2 separate regions of the Sus scrofa genome follow, and region 1 is linked to region 2. The links are chromatin contacts, called in public Hi-C maps. All regions are on one chromosome and are shown on one strand. Each heading gives the region's core, a stretch centred on a gene start, on an enhancer-like site or on the middle of the called end of the contact. The rest is flanking DNA. Distances are from core to core; before and after follow the strand shown.

Region 1 (5,355 bases), core at 1,947-4,446, 82 kb before region 2:
TCTGTGCTGAACAGACGGCCGGCGACACAACGAGGTCTCGGAACTGCGTCTCGGAGGAGGAAGCCCTCCCAGGTGTCTGCCTGTGGGATTTTACACCGACCCAGCCTGATTGACTCTTCCAGGACATGGGGTCCTTAAAACTTACTCCAGGGTACGTGCAAAAGCAGTGTCCACTCTCCTCCACCCTCACCCCGCAGTCAGTCACCGTCACTGCAGTGACATGACCCTCAGACCCTCGGGGAGGGAGTATCTGTCACGAAGCACGAGGACCTGTCAGGTCGGCTCCTTGACCAAAGCGACCTGCCTCTTTCGCACTCCCTGGCCTGTCGGGGCGCCTCTAGCCTGGGGAGGGGATTCCAGAAGGACCACGTCCCCGAGCACACGGAGCATCCGTCTGCTCGCGCGGCCGAGCATCCTCCTCAGTCTCTGCCCCCCTGGCCTCTGCGGTCGGCAGTCGCCGCCCTGCCTCCTCCCTACGCTTCTGTGCTCTCTTTAGAAATTGCTTATTTTCTCATCGCCAAACTTCTCTACCCCCAGGGCTCACTTACTTTGTTGGTTTCGCTTGTCACTGGCATTTTTCAAAGGGAGGCAAACAGGACAGTCATGTCGCGTGCAGTTCTTCCAATGAGAGATGATTTGTCGTGAAGATGCACAATGGGCAACTATGACCAGAAAAACAACGAGATGTTATTTTTCTATCCAAATCGTCACACTTTCAAGTACATCTGAATTATAATGCCAGCTTCCATAAGAAAATGGTAACAAGTGTAACCACAGCACAGTGCAGGCAGTCCTCAACTTACAAACAGGCTGTTTCCAAGAGGTTTGTAAGTCAACTGCTGAGAATATAAAAAAAAAAAACAAAAAAAAACAAAAAAAAACTTCCCACAGAAGCAATGTTATGAATGAAGGTGAATAAGGGTCGGACCAAAAAAACAAAACAGAAAGTCCTTGACCTGAAATACTGCATGACTGGAATGAAAGGTAGAACAAATAATAATTCTGGAACGTCACTATTTACAATAAAAACGTTACATTATGTTTAAGGATGAAACCACCTAAATACGAGAGTTGAAGAGACGCCAATGAGAGTCTGCGAGGTTCTGGGGGACCCTGGGCGCTCCTCCGAGCACACGAGAGGGTAGCTGCGCCTGGCCCCTGAGTCTGGAGCTTCGCTTCTGCCTGAAGCTGCTCTCGCTTCTCTCTAAAGGTCTAGCATGACCCCCTCTGCTTCTCCATTAGGATGAGGGTGGCACATGTCACAAAGGGAAAGGGGGATCCGGGAGCCTCTCCTCAAGCGTGAGGAACACAAGTAGGAAGAGCAGGAAAGAGAATAAAGACTAAGGAAAGTAGAACTGCCCCTAAGAAATGCTCAGGCCGGGAGCCGAGGCGCTGGCCGCAGAAGAGCAGAGAGGGGCACGGGCTGCACCTGACTCGCCCGTCGAAAGGAGGGGCAGGGATGGCACGGTGCACACTTCCCCACGTCGCAGTCAGGCACCTGGGCCAGCTCTGCCAGCGGCGCCCACACCTGGGGCACACACATCGACCGCAAGACAGGCGCTCCCGGTTCAGGGGCAGGGCGTAAGCGTGCGAGTGCGACCCCGTCCAGAGGAAAACCGTGACCTGGGCGTTGACGGCGAGTGCCGTGCTCGAGAAGGGACAAAGGTCTTCCGGGACAGAGGAAGGTGCAGAAGAACCAATGCAGGGCACGGCCCCAGCCCGCCAGAGTGCAGAGAGCATTACATGACCAGATGGCCCTGCTCCTCAGCAGGCGGTGTCCAGAGCCCCTGAGTGCTCGGTGTGGGGGGGCTCGGGCTGCGGAAGCTCATTAACAAGCGGGGTGCCCGAAAACACACCCACATTTCATCCCGAGCTCTGCCGCCAGGACGTCAGAAAACGGCACTTACCCTGACAGGCTTTCCCAGCCTGACAATGTGTCATGTGATTCAGGACATTTTTCATGGTTCGACAGTGTGGGAGGGAGCAGGCTCGAACCTCTCCATTGGCTTGTTCCCGCCTCTGACACTTGTGAGCGTGAAGCAGGAGGACCAGCTGCTGCTGAATCAGTTTGCGCTTCTCTGGGTCTGCTGTCGGGCCCGTGGCAATCGCCTGCGTGGGCACAATTCCCACCGACGTTTGCATCTGAGACTAAAATCAAACAAATTAACAAAAACATTTTAGTAAGCGTTCAGAGCTCCCATTCATGTTCATTAATTATTTTTCAAACGAATGTTAAAGCTGATGGAGAAAACGAGCCGCAGAGAGAAGGCAGCTGGTGACGTCTCTTTAATTCACTGGCAACGTTAAGGAAGATCCAGAGGCACAAAATTAAACCAACTCTGAAGCAAGGCTGAGCAAAGTTCATCTATGCATGACCATCTCAGAGCAAGAAAGCGAGGCTTATTCTTCACTGTAATAAGCCAAATCCGATTCACTCCACAGTACACACAAGTGCAGGACAAGCTGCTATTATATCAGGTTGAACCATATGAAACCGCTGTTTCTGCAGGCCCACATGAATTCCAATGCTGGCAATTTCACATGCTTCAACCGAATTAGAAAGATTGCCAACGTCTGACCAACGGGAACCCACTGCAAATATCTGATGGAGCAGAAGAATCAGAGCCACCCTGGGGATTTCATAATCCGATGGCCAGAAGGTGACAATACCTGCAGCATTCATCACCTCTCCGAAAAGAACACAGCACGTACCCTGAATACAACCATCCAGTACAACTGTTAATGTTTACGAAATGCTGTGTCCTCCATTAAAGCTTCCACTCAGACTGCGGACAGTATTTTTTTTTAATTATTTGACGATCTCCTAAAGATATAAATATGGAGCTTATTTGCTTTCATTCTTTCAAAATAATAAGCCAGACCAACCATATCTCTTAACTGCAATGAAAATAGAAAAGGCGACCCATGGAACCGTCTTTTATTTTGTCTTTTATTTTTTGGCCTCCCCTCGGCATGTGGAAGTGCCTGGGCTGGGCACTGAACCCTCACCACAGCGGTGGTGCCAGGTCCTTAACCTACTGAGGCACCAGGGAGCCCTGGAGCCTTCTTACTCTTTACCAATTACCAGCACACTTCAGACAGATTTACTGGAGGACTGGAGAAGTTCCTAGTATGCAGAAATACGATCCGCAGTCCAGGGATTTCTATCTCCTGCTCTGACAGTCACACTCCTGGCTCAGTTCCACAACACTCAGTGCTGTCCATCAGGTCCGCCACCACTCTGGTGTTGCCACTTGAGAGTCCAAACCGTACACTTGCAATTAGGGGAAAACCAACTGTAAAAACTGAACCAAAGCTCATTTTTAAAAGTTACAGGGTTTAGTGTTTTAGTTTTGATGAAAATTCAGAAAATAAGTCTGTAGAAAAGCCGCCTGGCTTTGCTCGGGAGCACAGCCTCTGGAAACCCAACCAGGATCCAAAGCAAAAGCAAAGTTCAGGCCAAGAGGTCAAGTGCTCTGACGGGAGACACGCTGACTGAACTCCTGAGAGAAAACATTTCCTTGTGGTTATTTTTTTCCTGACTATAGAAGTAATTAATACATGCACCCTATAGAAAATCCGGAGAGCAAATGAACGAGAGAAATAATGTCAGGCCCCATGACATCCTGCTATCCGGGAGCCCGCTATGGAAGCACAGCCAGGCTTTTCTCCTTCCAGTTCTTTTTCCTACGCGCATGAGTACGTCTGAACTGTCACCAATATTCTTATATGTAAACTTACACATTTATAAATACATCTGGCTTAGTGTTACTCTGGGTTCTGTCCCCTACAGTGAAGCAGCAGCAGGACGTGGTCTCGAAGTGCGGCTCTACATTTATTTTCCAGTCTCCCATGGCTGGGCACAAACGGTACCCCCTTCTCTTCGGACACTTATTTTTCTTGTTGTTTTTTTTTTTGCCTTTTTTGTCTTTTCTACGGCCGCACCCTCGGCATATGGAGGTCCCCAGGCTAGGGGTCTAATCAGAGCTACAGCTGCCAGGCTACACCACAACCACAGGAACTCCATATCCGAGCCAGGTCTGCAACCTATACCGCAGCTCACGGCAATGCCAGATCCTTAAGCCACTGAGTGAGGACAGGGATCGAACCCGCAACCCCATGGTTCCCAGTTGGATTCGGTAACCACTGCGCCGTGTTGGGAACTCCTCTTCTGACACTTTAAAACAACACTCCAATAAAAACAGGCTGTGATCATGCCCCCAGAAGTATTCGATCTGCGTGTTAAATGTTTCCGCATTGATCAGCTCATTTCCACGCACGAGAAAGTCCACGTGGCAGTCAGTGGACAGGAATAGGAACTGAGGAACGTGAGAAATTTCAGATGAGCCTTGTTTCGGTCTCTAGCGCATTAAAACCTCAAACATACGGAAAAGCAGAGAGGAAAGGATCCCACCAGCACATCTAACCAGAGGAAGGCGTCTTTGACATCTGCTAAGACCCAGTCCATACACAACGTCCTCTATCTGCCCCCCAATGGCTTTTAGAGCCACTTTGCACAAATCAAGACCCAACTCAGACCCACACCCTCATGTGGTTGTTGTCTTTAGGGTTCTTCATCTCCCGCCACCCTGCTCCTTCTATCTTCCCGTGACACTGCTCACAGAAGAGATCAGCCACGTGTCCTCCTGCTGCTTCTTAAAATACAGAAAGGAATATACAAAGGAATACATTAAAAAAACTGGTAAAAATCTCAATCTTACCGTTAAACTATAACAGACTTTTAAAGTTACTAAAAACGAACACACTGCCTCTCAGCCGGGATGTTCTTAACAGCATCTTTTGAACTATACATGGCTTATGTTGAAACCTCAACATGGAGAAACATCGAGGTTGGAAACCATACAGCACATTCAAACCTGGGTCCTTTCTCCTTCTGGAGATGCTTCATGAGCTGCTTATGCTGTTTCCATGTGTCAAAAACACCAACTGGAGAGTGAAGGTGAGTTAGCAGCAAAGTGGAACAGAGACAAGTCTTGCCTGTACCCTCCGCCTGGCCTGCCCCACGTAACTCCACGTGCCGGCACGGCGCCAGTTTGCAAGGTGCTTATGCACCGGGGGCACACTGACTCTCCTCCTCTGTCAGACTGATGCTCGGTGAGACAGAGGAGCTAGGAGAAATCCGTCAGAAGCAGCCTTTCGGACTCGACCATGTTTCCTGCTCAGTCTCCACTGTCCAGGTGGTGGGGAGAACAGCAGGAAAAAAAACCCAAAAAAACAAACAAACAAAAAAACCTAAAAGACCTGGAAATTCCCCTAAAAGTAATGTATACTTTTAGTAATGCAACTGTGTTTTCCTTTCCCTTTTTTTATCTTTTTTTTTTTTTTTTTTTGCTT
Region 2 (5,411 bases), core at 775-3,274:
TCTCACGTAACTCCCTTGTCCCTCTGTATAAAAAGCAAAGTCTAAAATAACCTCAATCAACAACAGCAAAGCTGCAAAGCCATTCAAAAGTTACGTTTCAGAGGACAAGCTTCAAAGCAAACTTGTCCAGTATGATCTATATTTCATATGATTAAAGATTTTTCACTCAAACATGCCAAGATTAATGGAGCCAAGATGAGCTATTCTGCAGTAAAATCAGAGTTTTTTAAATGCAGTAAAATCAGAGCATTGAAATCATGGTTGTTCTCACATTTCTCATTTCAGATAAGCTGATTTTACAAAATTAACATCAAACACAACACTTCATCAGTTTTTTTTTTTTAAAGAAGAGTATTATTGGTGACTTTTATACACCATGAGACTTAACTGACTCTTCTCCAACTGTTTCAACAAATTTCATTTCAACTAGACAAGAATCTCATGATTTTTTTTTTACACTTTCTCTCAATTCTACATTAAAAAATAGTCTAGGAATTGTAGTAAAACTGCAGCCACAAAACTCAAGTTTTGTTCCAACAATAGCAATAGATTTTTAGACCACTAGCAGAAAAACGCTAGTGGTCAGTCACAGAAATGTTTGCACAAGCTGAACAGCTGTGTCTACTGCAAATCTGAAGGCACTGCTGCAGCAATATAATTCAATTCTGACCCATTCATTATAAACTGATTTACAGATGCTGCTACTGCAAGATCACAGTGGAGAAATGCAAGCTGCGCTGGGGATCAAATCGTTCACCGAAGCGCACAAGTTTTTAACGCAAAGGAGAGCTCTGAAAGAGGAAATACAACTAGTTCATAACGCTACCATGAACCAGCCCAGAAGAACCTAAAACTATAAATGAATAGAAAACTAAAACACTTCCCTTAGGTAATTGATGTGATCACCTAAGAAAGTTTCCAGGGAAGATGTTTAAAACAGTGAATTTATTCAGTATCCTACCGAAAAAACTAGGGAGGAAGACTGTAATTCCCCCATTCCTTAACATATTTTTTCTTCTTACATCTTCACTGTAAAAGCAACACAAGCTCACTTGCAGATTGCAGCCCGGATCAATCTGCTATTTAACTTTCTTCCGAAGTTACAGTCTTGAAATTAAACACCCCACTTAGGACGTCTTCCGAAGTTTGGGGCTGTGAAAAATGGGATAGCTCAGGAGACCAACAACAAGAGTTTTCAAAGTAACTACTAAGCATTTTTCCCAAGCAGCACATTCCAAAAAACTTCTAAGTCGTAACTCAAGAGGCTGGCTGCAGCTCTGCGTGTCTTCTGGTTGCCTTGTGAATGTGCTACCAATTCAGAAAACATTTCGGGTCCCCTTTGGGCTGCACGCTTTCCTTCCCTCACTGGCAAACGCACCCTCCGCTGTCATCCCTTCAAACAGCCACGCGTGTGTCGACCCACGGCGGCAGAGGGTGGCAAAGGGACTCACCACGCAGAACAAACACGCTCCGCTTTACTTTTCCCCCCTGGAAGTACCACTCGGGCTCCACGCGAGGAGGGCTCGCCAACTCCGGGCTATGCGAGCGCACCGGGCATGTGCCGCCCCACTCGGGCCCCAGGCAGTCTTCCGACAAACTTCCCCCTCCGCGGCCGGGGTCCCGGGGAAAGGGCCCCGCACGCCCGCCCTCGAGTTCGGGTCCCCCGGGGGCACTCACCTCCGGGCAGGGCTGTCAGCGACCCCCGGGGCCCCTGTTCCCGCCCGGCCCCCTACTCACCTGTGCTGTCATTCGCAGAGAAGCCGGGCGAGCTGAGTTTGGCTCGTTTGGGGTTGGGCGGTCCGTCCAGCAAGTTCTCGGCCATTTTCACCTGCTCGCGAAAACAGCCCCGAGCGCGGGCGGCGGGGCCGGCGAGGGCTCCGGGGCGGGGGTCGGCGCCGGCCCCGGCCGGCTGCGAGGGGAGAGCGAGCGCGAGCCGCGAGTCGCGAGCGAGCGCCGAGGGAGAGGGAGGGCGCAGGGCCGGGTGGGGGAGGCGGCGGCCAAATCTCAGCCACAGCAACAGCGCCCCGCAGCGCTCACCGCCCGCCCCCGGCCGCCGCCGCCGCCGCCGCCGCCGGCCGCGGCCCCCTCATCCCCTGCCCGCCTCCCGAGCGCGACACTCCGCGGCGGGGGCGCCCCGGCGGCCCGGCGGCCCCCCGGGCCCGGCTGGCAGCGACGGCGCCCGGCCGGGCGGCTCAGGCAGTCCCCGGGAACATGGTGCCGCCGCCGCGCCGCCGCCTCGCTCCCCCCCCGCGCCCCACTTAATTAATTCGCTCGCGGCCCGACGACCGGGGGGCTCCGGGCTCCGCTCCCTGCCCGCGGCCCGCCGCCGCCGCCGCCGCCGCGAGGAAAAACAATGAGCGAAGCGGGGCCGCCGCCGCCGCCGCCGCCGCGGCCCCCCCACCCCCCGTTCCGCCGCCGCCGCCGCCGCCGCTGCCGCCGCCGCCGCCGCCGCCGCCGCGGCTCCGGGAGGCCGAGCCGAGAGGCGAGCGGGGCCGCCGGAGCGGGCGCCGAGGGCCAGGCGGAGCGGGCCGGCCGGGCGGAGCGGGGTGCGCGGGCGGTTGTGGGGCCCGGGACCGGCGGGGCCGAGTAGATCGCGCTCGAAGCCCCGGTCGGGTCCGCGACAAGATGGCGGCTGTTGATTCCTCAATTAAAAAAAAAAGAAAGTTTTTTTTCTTCTCTTTCCAGAGCCTGAACGGGGAGGGGGAGGGGGCGGGGCACGCCGGTGCGTCACCCCCCCCCGCGGCGTCACCACGCACGGCCCCCGCCCCGCCCCCTCCACCTGCGCCGGCCGCAGCGGAAAGAGCCGAGCGCGTTCGGACGGAAAGGGCCGAAGGCGCGGCTGCCGTACGTCGTGCGGCCGAGTGGCGGGGCGGCTAGACTGCCCGGCGGGGGCCGGGCCTGCGGGGCGCCGGGCGCCGGGCACCGCCGCCACTTTTGTTCTGACGGCGACTGGGCGGCGAGGGGTCTGGCTGCGGCCTGGCAGCAAGCCGGGCCCCCAGGCGCGGAGTTGGCGCCGCCCGGGCCTGCCCGTCCCGCAGGCGACTCTGCCCAGTCCCGGCTCCCCGCGCCCCTGCTCCGCGACCCTTCTCGGTGACCAGGGCTGGCAGCTTCTCCCCGCCGGATGCCAGCGTTGTGTCGTGGCCTCTGCAGGTTACAGACTGCTCTTGGGTCCGCCCGTGAGCGAGTGCAGATGGGGAAACTGAGGCAGGAAGTGGCAGGGCCGAGATTCGAAGGCCTCCACGTGAAGTGAGGAGGACGCAGGACTCCTGAGCCCTTGTTCCCCAGCCTGATGCAATAGGGGCCCCAGGTCCGACACCCTCACCTGCACCGGGAAGTGGTGAGCGCTGCTTCCCAGCCAAGCACACTCAGTCTGCGCCGGGCCCAGAAGGCCCCATTACATCAGGGCTTAGGGCCCTCGTGCCCTACGCAACCATCTGGACCCCGCAGGTGCTGCAGTCAGGTGTGAGGTTCCCCCGGAGGCCCGCCCGCGTGCCCACTATCCGCAGGACAGTTACACACAAATCTAAGGTGTTCACACATCTCAGCTCATTATCTGCTTCTCACAATTTGCCTGGGCTTCATCCCACGTCTTTATCTGAAGGGTATCACCAACGACCTGTTTGTTTCCTAAGCCAGAATTCTGTGAGTCCTCCTCTCCCTCCACCCACCAAGCAACCTGCCTCCCCAGATCCTTTACCTGGACAAATGGCTCTTCCTCCTCGTTCCACTGCCCCAGAGTCTTTTTTTTTTTTTCTTTTTGCTATTTTTTTGGGGGGCATATGGAGGTTCCCAGGCTAGGGGTTGAATCGGAGCCGTAGCCACCAGCCTACGCCAGAGCCACAGCAACACGGGATCCGAGCCGCGTCTGCAATCTACACCACAGCTCACGGCAACGCCGGATCGTTAACCCACTGAGCAAGGGCAGGGACCGAACCCGCAACCTCATGGTTCTTAGTCGGATTCGTTAACCACTGCGCCACAATGGGAACTCCCCCCAGAGTCTTCTTGCTTCTCCAGGGTGGTGGCATCTTCCCACCTCAGTGTCCCTTACAATCTGCATTTCTCCCAATGCACCACCTGAGTTAACTTCTTGGAAAAAGAAAGAACTCTGCTTAAAACAAATAGCTCCTACATGTAGGGAAAAAAAAAAACACATTTATATAGTCTCGGGTGGAAAACAACATGTATAGTTTGTTTCGTGTATATCATAAAGTACTGTGTGTGTATATATATGATATATGCCAAAAAAACTGATTGTCTTCAAGTGTCAAGCCTGAGTGCTCTCTCTCCTTTTTTCTATTTATCTGTATTGTTCAGAATCTTGACTGAGCCCCCTCCCTTGCATCCCTCTCTTCCACTTTCCCTTCCTCTCGCCACCCTCACTCCCCCACACCCACACAGCCGCTAGGAAGTTCTCACCACTCAGACTTCCTTATACTTCTGCAAAAGCTGTTCCAGTTAGAGCTGGGCAAATTCTAACTCATCCCAAGACCCAGTTCAAATATCACCTGTTCCAAGAAGCCCTCCCAGCCCGGTTTAGGGGTCGCATAACACTTGCGGGCATACTCTGTGAGGGCATACCACACACACCGTACGCTGTCATTTCATTCTTCGTGTTTTTATTTTTCCATCAAATATCCCTTGAGAATCTTCCGAAGGTGTTGCCACTGTGCTAATCTTTGGGGGCAAAAACTAAGGAAAGAAATCCCTATCTATTCAAAGAGGCCAAAGAGGAAGCCCTAGAAATCATAAACAGAAGCATCTGAGGAGTCCAGGAGGTGTTCAGAGCCACAGAGGAACACAGGGCCAGCAGCTTTCTGTACCCGAATGTGTCTTGGGTGGCCCTGTCATCACGAGTCCACGGGCCCTTTGAGAGCGGGGGCCAGGTCTTCGTCACAGTGCCATGCCCTGCGAGAGATAGGTTTGCAAAATTTGATGAATGAATGAATTAACTGTCAGGTCCTCCTGAGTCCTAAAGGCCTCCAGGACACGAAGACGGATGGGCTCTGGCCTGAGGCTTTGCTTGGATGGGTAGGGGCACCACCTGGCCCTCAGAGTCCCTGGGTTTACACAGCAGTGGGCAAATCAGCTCACACCATTCCCCCGACGAGGGGGACACTGAGGCCATCAGTCCCTGTGACCCAGACATAAATGACCTGGATGTGTCAGGACTGGGCATACTCATACCCACGGGAGTTTGAAGACCAGTGGCACGGGTTGGATCCCTGGCCTGGGAACTTCAGAATGCCACAGGTATGGCCAAAAAGGAAATAAAGAAGGGAGGGAGGCAGGGAGAAAGAAAGAATGAAAGAAGGAAGGAAAGGAGGAAAGAAGGAAGGAAAGAAAGGAGGAAAGAAAAGAGAGAACGGTGTGCTCAGACATCAGTGGGGGAAGAGCAAGGAAGGAGGCCT

The links. Hi-C and Micro-C count contacts between places; a contact is called where the count stands out from the background.
Region 1: a contact with region 2 is called in a Hi-C map of liver, with 2.1 times the contacts expected there. The contact joins the enhancer-like site here to the promoter of CREBBP in region 2. A contact is called at or near these places in 2 of 5 promoter capture datasets (fetal skeletal muscle and liver), 12 of 47 Hi-C or Micro-C datasets (embryonic fibroblasts, fetal heart ventricle, fetal skeletal muscle and 5 more) and 2 of 2 datasets of contacts at active chromatin or transcription factors (alveolar macrophages and skeletal muscle).

Annotation. Positions count from the first base shown.
Region 1 is chr3:38,467,717-38,473,071 of Sscrofa11.1, reverse strand. CREBBP (CREB-binding protein) reads right to left here. Exons shown (of 31, transcript XM_005662184.3): 4 at 1,908-2,148; 5 at 549-662. Among named protein-coding and RNA genes, the nearest start is that of TRAP1, 66 kb to the left of the region's middle. Within about 2 kb of position 3,196, at least 8 of the 83 cell types and tissues checked have an H3K27ac peak or open chromatin away from gene starts, as enhancers often do. A contact at or near this core is called in fetal skeletal muscle, liver and skeletal muscle, where this site is marked.
Region 2 is chr3:38,384,979-38,390,389 of Sscrofa11.1, reverse strand. CREBBP (CREB-binding protein) reads right to left here and starts at 2,024. Exons shown (of 31, transcript XM_005662184.3): 1 at 1,738-2,024. The coding sequence starts at 1,822.